Linked DNA regions of Pan troglodytes: all the other regions are linked to region 1. A link is a contact called in public HiChIP or PLAC-seq data. All regions are on one chromosome and are shown on one strand. The core of a region is the stretch at or near the end of the contact, and the rest is flanking DNA. Distances in the headings are between cores, read along the strand shown.

Region 1 (3,318 bases), core at 411-2,910:
TCAGCTTACCGGTCTTTGTTAAGACGGTCATCTTTGATCACCATAGCCATAACTGCCATCCGGTACATGTGATCTGAAACGCTCTCCGGCCTCTGGACATTTCTGTATACCCAGCCAGTCCGTGGGACTCTCTGATAAATATGAAAAAGAAAAAGAAGTTTTAAAGAACAAATATTAACTATCTGCTATGCTCTTCAAGAGATGTCCAGGATATAACACACAGAAGCCGGGTCGTAATTTCAGAACCTATTACAAAATGTTTTGCTAAACTAGCTAAAATGATAGACATCTGGAATCAAATGAACTAGAGAGCTCAGAGAATGAAAGGGTAGAAGACAGAGAGAGTTAAGTCACAAAGTCCATTCGTCAAATTACTCTGTTACTGATGTATAATTATGGAACATATGCAAGTCCTTTAAACAAAAACAAAACTGCATTTTTCCGAACAAGAGTTGCGGCTTTGTGCCTTCAAATAATCCTACACAAGCAGAAAACACTGTATTGAAGGGTCTGAAAGTGAACGAGTGATAGGCTTCCAAATTCTGAGGCACAAGGGATAAGGGCACTTCTAACTGCTTGATGCTACCACCAGCCGTGACTCTTCCTTTTATTCACATCATAACTTCATCTTGTGAAACTGCATTTCTTCCTCAGAATTCTACATCTCTAAGGAATGTTATAAATAGTAGTCAGAGTGGCATGAAACGGATAATTTACTTTGAACTTGGGAGAGAGACAGGGAAGACGCACATGATGAAACTCGTGTGTATTACATTAAATCCCGTTTGCGGGGTGGCCGGGAGAAAAGTCTTGTTTCTGGAAGTAACTGTGAGACAGACATAAAAAGCTCCACTTAAAATCTGAAGAGCCGACAGATTCTGTTCTTCCCACCCGTGCTCAGAAGCAGCCGCGCTTTACACACACACACACACACACACACACACACACACACAGGTCGTGAGCGCGCGCGCGCGCGCGCACACACACACACACACATGAGTTCTGGGGTCGTGAGCCCCGGAAAAGCTCAGTGCAGGCAGGGCCAGGCCGGCTGCTCTCCGGGAACCGGCGCGGCTGCAGGGCGGACCTCGCGGCGCCAGGCTCTAGGCTCAGACTCCGGGCCGCCCCAGCTGGCCAGCCTGTCCCGCCGGCTGCTTCCTCCGTCCACCGTCGGCGACGCGCGGCCGCATCCGCAGGACTGGGGCCTTTCCCGAATTCGGCGTGGCTGACGCGGCGCAGGAAGGGGAAAGACCGCGGGCCGAGCGGGGAGGCCGGAAGCTCCGCCGCCCCACAGTCCCGCCCGCTCGGCCGCGGCCTCCCGGCCTGGTGCCCGCTCACCTTGAGCTGCCCTACCAGCCGCAGGAATTGCAGTAGGGACCGAGCCCCGTGGCCCGAGAAGGTCGCAGAGGAGACCGAAGCCATGCGGCCACCGACCCCGGCTGGGCGGAGCAGGCCGCGGCGAAGCTCCTCCCCGTCCTCCTCCTCCTCCCCTTCCCCTTGTCTTTCTTCCCCCTCCTCTTACTCTTCTTTCTCTTTCTCCTCCCCCTCTTCTTCTTCCTTCTGCCCCTCTTCCTGCTCCCCCTCTTCCTCCTCCCCTTCCAACTCCTCCTCCTCCTCTTCTTCCTCCCCCACTTCCGCTTTCTCCTCTTCCTCTTCCTCCTGCCCCTCTTCCTCTCTCCCCCTCCTCTTCCTCCTCCTCCTGTTCTTATTCCTCCTCCCCCTCCTCCTCCTGTTCTTATTCCTCCTCCCCCTCCTCCATATTCTCACGGTTTTCTCAGGACCTTCTGTCCAGCCTTCGCCTTCTTGGCCTTGGTGTCCGCTGCTTGGGCATTGCTCCGTCAGTGGCAGACACCTTGCTTGGCACATACTTGACACTCAGTACTCTTTATGAAAAATAAAGCTCTCCTTTCTAAATTTATGAACCTCGTTATTCTTCAGTTGACAGTGTAAAACCATGAAACTGGATGAGGTCACCTGGCAAGAGGGTGTGAATGAGGAAGAAAAGACACCCAAGACCTGAACCCCAACATTTAGACTTTGTGAGATCAAGAGGGAACAGCCAGTGAGGTAGGAAGAGGATTAGTAGGTAGGATAGTTGTGTCCTGGAAGCCATGTACAAAAATATTTCAAGAAGGAAGGAATATGGTCAACCAAGTCAATGTAAGGACCAAGGTTTGACTTCCAGACTTAGTAAATTCAATATTATTGGTTACCCTGACAAAAGTAGTTTTCAGTGTAGTGGGACAAGCAGAACCTAGTGAGATAATTCTGAAGAGAATAGGAGCAAGTATTACAGCACATTGGAGATGGGGTTGGGGTGCTGTTAACTAGTGGAGAGATTGTTTCAAAACAGGAGATATTATGTATGTTTATTTACTGATGAAGGGGATCTAGTAGAAAGGGAAACATTGATTATATAAGAGACAAAGAAGAGAAATATTTGAATGTCAGCCTTGAGTAAGGAAAAATATTCCCATCTGGTGTACAAGATAAAAGATGGGCTTTAGTTAGGAATATGGAGAATTCATTCAAATATTGGAGGAGGACAGAGTATAGGGTGACTAATCAGTCACACATGTGGTCATGGGAGGTTGTAGAAGTTCTCTTCTGATTGCTTCTATTTTCTCACCAAATTAGGAAGCAAAGTATAGGCTGGGATGTTATAATAACAAACAACCTCCTTATTTCCTGTATCTCAGCAGTTTAACACATCAAAGGTTTATTTCTCTCTCATGCTAAGTGTCTATTGTAGATCAGCTAGAGGATGCTGCTTGCTCTAACCTTACTCAGGGAGCTAGGAGGCTTTCTTTGCTCTCTTTTGCCAGAATTGGAAAAAAGAAAAGTGGCACTCTGGCTCTTAAAGCCTGTCTCTGGAAGTGATATATGACCTTTCGTCTACGTATCATTGGTGAAATAAGTAACACTGCCACGTCTAACTTCAAAGGGGGCCTGTGGAGTGCAATCTTGCTAGGCCTCTGGGAAGAAAGGAGGCTAGAATGTTTGTGAATAGAGGAGGAGGCATTTGAGGTTTAAGGAGTGATATAGTTTGGCTCTGTGACCCCACCCAAATATCATGTCAAACTGTAATCCTCAAAGTTGGAGGAGGGGCCTGGTGGGAGGTGATTGGATCATGGTGGCAGACTTCCCCCTTGCAGTTCTTGTGATAGTGAGTGAGTTCTCATGGGATCTGGTTAATGGTGTGTAGCACTTCTCCCCTTTGCTCTCTTTCTCTTCTGCTCTGCCAGGTGAAGACGATGCCTGCTTCTCCTTCACCTTCTACCATGATTGTGAGTTTCTGTAGCCATGCTTCCTGTACAG
Region 2 (3,318 bases), core at 441-2,940, 680 kb after region 1:
CAATTTAGATTCATGATGTAAATACTCTCCTGCTGGTTTCTGAGGTGGAGATTTAGTATAGATTTAGTCCTGAACTGTAGCACAAAGGAGCTGGGTGAAAAATCAGTGACACCTGATTCCATTTGGGTTCTCCAGGCCTTGTAGTCTCATTTGTCTCTATATAGCATCATATTAATCCAGGCATGAAAATCAGCAATTCTTTGATATTCTCTATAAAGTTGCCCCATCAAAATTCCATATTAATTTTGCTGAAGATTTGACAAGTTCTGGGGATGGGGCATATCAAGTACTGCACATCATTCCCCCAACATCTCATTGGTTTTCTGTCCCAACCTTGGCCTCTCTTCTCAAATAGTAAACAACTTTTCTTGTCTCAAAGTACTTTTACCCCCTTTTCTGAAGTTTTGGGGTCAAGAGACAGCTATGCTTCTGCGAGTCACTTAGCACAAATGAACTTGAGACATATTCCTAACAAAAACAGATCTCTTGCTAACAAAAATTCTCATGTGATTTTCTTAAGAAAAATGTCAAGTGCCACTTATTGGCCCCATTCAATATGCCAGATGTTATATTCAACACTTTATGAACATTATTCCACTTAATCCTTGTAACAATCCTTTGCAGGAGGCAGTGTGTTTTTCCATTTTTAAAAGAAAACTCAAGCTCGGAGAGGTTAAGAGCATATACATGGTAAATGGTGGAAGTGAGGTTTGAATCTAATATTGACACCACAGCCTATGTTCTTAATCACTACCACTACGCATCAACTACGTTTCTGGCACATGCCGCTGGGGATATGCCAGATACATACTCTTTTGCACCTTGTACAATACCACAGAGAAATGCAAAAGAAATAATTTTTAATAGGGCAAAGGGCTCGGTACTCTCAAAAGCAGAAATAGCCCGGAGGGAGGGCTTGAGCCCGTAATTCTAGCACTTTGGGAGACTAGGGTAGGAGTATCCCCTGAGCCCAGGAGTTCAAGGTTACAGTGAGCTATGATTGCGCCACTGCACGCACCTGGGTGACAGAGCAAGATTGTTTTAAAAAAAAAAAGTCACATATATACATAGAATATGCAATTAAAATATATTTCATAAACTATCTGCTATGAAATCTGTGCCAGTGTGAACTTTCTTGAAGCTTTAATTTATGGCTGGCTGTGGATTTAGTCCTGAGTCTAACAAATAACACAACCTAATAATTATTGCCTACTTTGAGGAAGATATTCTTTTGGTTTTTGTTAAGAATAGAGTGAACCATAAAAGATTATATCAGACCTCAAGAGTTTATTATAATTGGGTTATAAGGCATGTGCTCTCGAAAAGTTGTTACATAAATACGAAAAATATACTGTTAAATGACTGGTCCAACTAAATCAGTTCCCAAAGCTGTGCTGGTTAGACAAACCTACAAGGAAATGGTGAAATTTCTAAGGAAATGGTGAAATTTCAGTCCAATTTTGAAGAACAGGTTTTGAAGGGCTGTAGAGAAAGCTGGAAGCACACTCCAAGTGGAACGATAACTGGGAAATATACTGTCTTATTATCACAAGCTACTCCTGAAAACCACGCGTCCCCGCTCACCAGCTACCAGCGCTGGGAGACCCCTAACCACCAGGCATTCGCAGGTGAGGAAGCCCCTCCCACAGCAGCCGGAGTTTCGGACTCGGAGCGCGAGAAACGTCGGGATAGCGCCTGCCTCGCAGAGCTTCCGCTTCCGGCCCTTCAGGCTCTGTCTCTGTGGAGACTCGGCTTTGGGAGGGAGAAAGAGGGACCTAGCGCGGGCCGCGCAGGCGCACGGTGGGCAGCTGCAATGGCGCTGTCGTGTACCCTTAACAGGTATCTGCTCCTAATGGCGCAGGAGCATCTGGAGTTCCGCCTGCCGGTGAGTCCGTAGCGCCCTCCGGAACTTCCGACGGAAGAGGACGCTGGAGTGGAGTGGAATGGGTGGAGGTGATCTGCATAGCCCGAGGAAGCTGGGATTCGGGGGTCTTCGCTGGTCAGCGCGGGTCACGCGTCCCCAGTCCTCGGGCGGGGTGAGCTTGGCGGAGGGTGTGTGTGAGAGAAGTCCGAGACCGAACCCCTCGGCCTGCTTAAACTTTTCATTCATTCTTTTGCCCGTGTAGCAAGTACCGGAGTTAGGCAGGTGAATATGACCGGTCATCTCACTCCCGGAGCTCTTCGTCTAGCGGAGAATAGAGACAGCTAACAAATGCTCAGGCTGGTGTTTGAAGTATTGGAATCTGCGGATCAAGCTCAGTGGAGGGGATGGTGGTGGGGATTAGATGATGGAGAAGTTGAGAAGAGTGTTTTATTTATTCAAGAAACGTTTTCAGAATGCATGTAGTCGAAGATCGGTACGCTGGGCATGTAACGATGATGTAAACAATCTCTGCCCTCTAGGAGCTTACTGTTTAGAATAAGGGCTGAGCAGACACATAGGCGTAGAATGACAGAAGAGCGTCGGTAAGTGCAGTGATAGATGCACATGGAAATATGAGAGCACGTGGAAGGGAAATCTAATCTACCTGAGGGGTTGGGGATGTTGGCCTTTAAGAGGGCTTCCAGAGGAGATGACACTTGAAATAAAGGATGAATAGGAGTTAGAGGGCCAAGGAGATAAATCAGTAAATTAGAATTACAAGGTGTTCATTATTACTGGATCACTAGTTATGTGGCAGAGAGTGGTAAGAAGAGAGCAAGGGAAGTAGATCGAGGCCAGAAAATGAAAGCCTTGAATACCCTGGAACTTGGAAGGGGGATTTATTGAAAAGCCTTAAGTAAAAAAGTGACCACAAAATTAAATCAGTTTGACAACACTATGGAGGATGGATTTGAAAAGAATAAGACTTGAGCCAGAGACTAGGAGTCTGTCGGAATAGTCTTGTTAATAGATTAAGAAGGTCTGACCTAGGTAAGGAGTAAGAGGATGGGATAGACTGGGAAAATATTTAGGCCATACAGTCATTAAGGCTGGATTGATTGAATATGTGGGAAAGAGGCACCAGTCAGGTATGACTCCTGGGGTGTATATAGGTAGGAGTGTCTCCATTTAAAATAGAGAACATAGGCAGATGTAAGATTTAAATTTTGTTTACACTGAATTTGATGTGGTTGTGTAACATCAACCTGAGATGACCAAGAGGCGGTGGATATATGAATATGCATAGAGTATGGCAGAGTGATCTGGACTAGTGATAAATATTTGGGAGTCTTCTTCATATGAAAACTAGGAGCGGGGAAGAAATTACTCAAAAGGATAAGGTCAAAAGAGTAGTGGGCCAAGTATAGATGCTTGGAAGCATTGATATTAAGGGA
Region 3 (3,318 bases), core at 214-2,713, 650 kb after region 1:
TTCTTTAATTCCTGTTCCAACTGTACTAGGCATTATGGAAGATTCACACACCCTATCTTGTTGCCAAGAAACATAATTTCTAGCAGGATAAATAAGTACATAAATAGCTATAAGATACAAAGAGACAAATCCTACAAGAGAAATATTGAAAACCTGTTATATGAATTTGCAAGAGGATGTGCTTATGTCAGTTTGGCTAAAGAAAATTTCATGAAGGAGGTAGCATTGGAGGGGTGGCTTGGAAGGTAGAATTTGGAGTGAAGAGATGGAAACAAGAATATTTGAGAGAGAACTGTGTGAATAAAAGCAGTGATGTGAAGGTGTAGTACAGGCATGGAAATTGTGAATACTAAAATTTGGCAAAACTCTAATGTATTGATTCTGAACTCTGCTTTGGGGTGCTGAAAGGCAGTGAAGCTATTGTAGTGGTTCCCCAAACTACTGGCCAACTACAAAAAGGAATGAAAAATGTCTTGAATGTATATGTACAACAATTCAAAACACATACAACCACTTTTTATTACAACATAAATCCATTAAAAATCATTACTGAATTCCCAATTTGTTATGTATTTTCTAAATCAGCAAATACCAAGGGTATAACTACTATAGTGAGCTAGTCCAACAAATTTTTTGGTGTTAAAAAAGGAGTGCTGTATGTCAAAAAGGTTGGTGGGTTTTGGAGTTAGACAAACCTTGATCTTAAACTCTGTCACTATTAATTAGTTGTGTGGGACTGGGCAACTCTGAGTTTGGTCCTTCATCTCTAGAGCGGTGGTTATAAAACCAACCTTGCGTTTTTTGACAATTAGAGAAATATATGGCATGTTTTAGATGCTCAGCAAGTGCGAAGTATCACAAAACGAAAAGCTGAGGTCAAATCAGAGTCCACCTTGAACACCAAGCTAAGGAACTGGTACTTTTTCTTTGAGCACATAGTTACAGAAGGTTTTGTCTGAGTGACAGGAAAATCAATAAATAAGTTAGAAGGTGATTGCATTGGTCTAGGTGAGGCATTATGAGGCACTGGCACTGAATTTCTGGGATATTTCAGACTATTAACTATAGGACTCCACATCTACTTGTATATGAGGAATGTGAGATTAAAAAAAAAAGGTCGCTATTTTGATCTAACTGTGCTGTTAACAACAATAAAAAGTCAACAGAGATGTAAAGGTCAGTTTTGGACATTTTGAGTTTAAACTACAATTATCGTGGCTGAAAAAGCAGCAAACATGATGTCTGTTGAAAACAAGGCTTTAGGAATTTTGCTCATTCTTTAAAAACCTACGAATTTTAAAAATCAAACTTTAAAAAACTTAAAAAAAAAAAAACGGCAGCGTAATACAATATTTGGACACGCTATACTATGGGCTTTGAAGAACGCCTGTCCAGAACACCCAACAAGCTCCATTATGTCAAACGCTCCCGCGCCTCTGTGATGTCACCACGACGCGCTGGGCGCTCTGCGCCTTGGCAGACGTCGTGCGTCATTACCAACGAGGCGCAGGGGTCAGGACGACTCTCGGCAGCGCCATTGCGCGCCCTCTAGTGGCAGCCGGTTTTCAGGCCGGCCTCCGGCTTTGAAGTTCCTCACCGCGTCTCCTTCCGTCTCCCCCAAGCCTGGATCACCGCCCAGCGTCAGGCGAGGGGCGACGTCTCGAGGTAAAACGGAGGAGGTGCGGGACGCGGAGACTGCGCGGGCCCGGTAGCGCTGGAGAGGCCGAGGCTCTAGGCCGCGAGGGGCGGGTGCAATGGCGGAGGAACAGGTGAACCGCAGCGCCGGCCTGGCCCCCGACTGTGAGGCCTCGGCGACTGCAGAAACTACGGTTTCCTCAGTGGGGACCTGTGAAGCCGCTGCCAAGTCACCAGAGCCCAAGGACTACGACAGCACCTGCGTGTTCTGCCGGATCGCGGGGCGGCAGGACCCGGGCACCGAACTCCTGCACTGCGAGGTGGGCGGCGACGCGCGGCCGGGGGTGGGTGAGGACCTGGCCGCCCCTCGGAGCTCCGGCAGGGAGGCCTCGCCGTTGTGGAGCGGGTGCAGAGGATCCCGATCGCTACTCAGCTCGCAGAGGCAGGGCCGCTCTGTGTGGATGGGGCTCGGGGAAGCTGGGGATACGCCCACTACGGGCCTTTCTGCGGGGTCCGGGTGCTGATGACAGACTCACTCCTAGGGGACGGACAGGCAGTGGCTCCAGCGGTATCTTTGCTGTTCCAAGGGGCAAAGAGTGAATGACAGGGCCGAATGCTTTGGCCTATGTTTGCAGGTACCCAGGTACTTGGTACAAATAACATTTTGTGGCCTCTGCTTTTATTACAAGGATTCTTCTCCACCTTCAAGATACTGATTTTAAATCCTGCACACTCTAATACCGATACTGATGAGAAAACTAGTAGAAAATAGGTAATGATAATTGTGGAAAGCTGTTCGTTAGATTGGCAGAAAATAGGCTGGAGGGAGTGGGTCTGAGGTCAAACTATTATTGAATTGCCTCTGAATTCCACTGTCAGTTGGGATGCGTGGACATTTTCAGAGCATGAAGACTTTGCCCAGATATTTTTAAGCGGATAATCTGGCACACACTTTATTCTGTTGGTTTTACTTGTCCATATAGAAACAACTTTTTGAGAGAATTAGCTCCAAAGATTGTGTCTTTTGTAGTAAACATTCCTTTATTTTTAAAAAAATAAATAGAATTCCTTCTAAGCACCTTGTTTTGGAGGTTTTTGAGCAAGATAAGGGACAGTCTGTGTCCCGATTTTACAATCTAAAGGGCGGAATGTATACAGAGGAGGTAGCCAGTTACAATGTCTCGTGCTGTGGTCAGGTGATTTTACAGTATTTTGTAAGCTTGTGGGAGGAGCATCTAACCCAGCTCTGAAGAATTAGGGAAGGCTTTCCAGAGGAAATGAGGCATGAAGAAATAAGTAGGAGTTGATCAGATGAGGAAATGGAGAGAATAATGTCCCAGGTGGAGAGACCCCCCGAGAGGTTCAGTTTGTGTGATAGAAAAACTAACAGAAATTGTCTAACTAGTGCATAGAGTTTGAGAGGATGAAAGGCGAGGCTGGAGAGGTAAACAAGGGACCAGATTATTAAGTGTGTTGGAAGTCATGTGAAGGAATTTTGTCTTTATCTGAAGAGCAAAGTGAAACTTCACAATGTTTAATGGTGGGTTGGGAGGAAGATGTTGCGGAGTTATAGAAGGGGGTTGATCTTTGAAAGGTCATTCTGGCATCATTGTGGAGAATGATTTGGAGGAGACCAGTCTGGAGGTATGGAGACCTGTTAGAAGGCTAGTAGATTAATCTACC

The links. HiChIP or PLAC-seq counts read pairs in DNA pulled down with a chosen protein or histone mark.
Region 2: an H3K4me3 HiChIP or PLAC-seq map of stem cell-derived excitatory neurons shows a contact between it and region 1, with 7 times the contacts expected there. The contact joins the promoter of TRMT11 here to the promoter of HDDC2 in region 1.
Region 3: an H3K4me3 HiChIP or PLAC-seq map of stem cell-derived excitatory neurons shows a contact between it and region 1, with 7 times the contacts expected there. The contact joins the promoter of HINT3 here to the promoter of HDDC2 in region 1. A contact is called at or near these places in 2 of 7 Hi-C or Micro-C datasets (induced pluripotent stem cells and stem cell-derived neural progenitor cells) and 1 of 1 datasets of contacts at active chromatin or transcription factors (stem cell-derived excitatory neurons).

The regions. Positions count from the first base shown.
Region 1 is chr5:137,179,945-137,183,262 of NHGRI_mPanTro3-v2.0_pri, forward strand. HDDC2 (HD domain containing 2) reads right to left here and starts at 1,661. Exons shown (of 6, transcript XM_001152848.8): 1 at 1,339-1,661; 2 at 10-131. The coding sequence starts at 1,422.
Region 2 is chr5:137,862,737-137,866,054 of NHGRI_mPanTro3-v2.0_pri, forward strand. TRMT11 (tRNA methyltransferase 11 homolog) reads left to right here and starts at 1,691. Exons shown (of 15, transcript XR_010158188.1): 1 at 1,691-1,885.
Region 3 is chr5:137,833,390-137,836,707 of NHGRI_mPanTro3-v2.0_pri, forward strand. HINT3 (histidine triad nucleotide binding protein 3) reads left to right here and starts at 1,464. Exons shown (of 5, transcript XM_001165850.4): 1 at 1,464-1,955. The coding sequence starts at 1,755.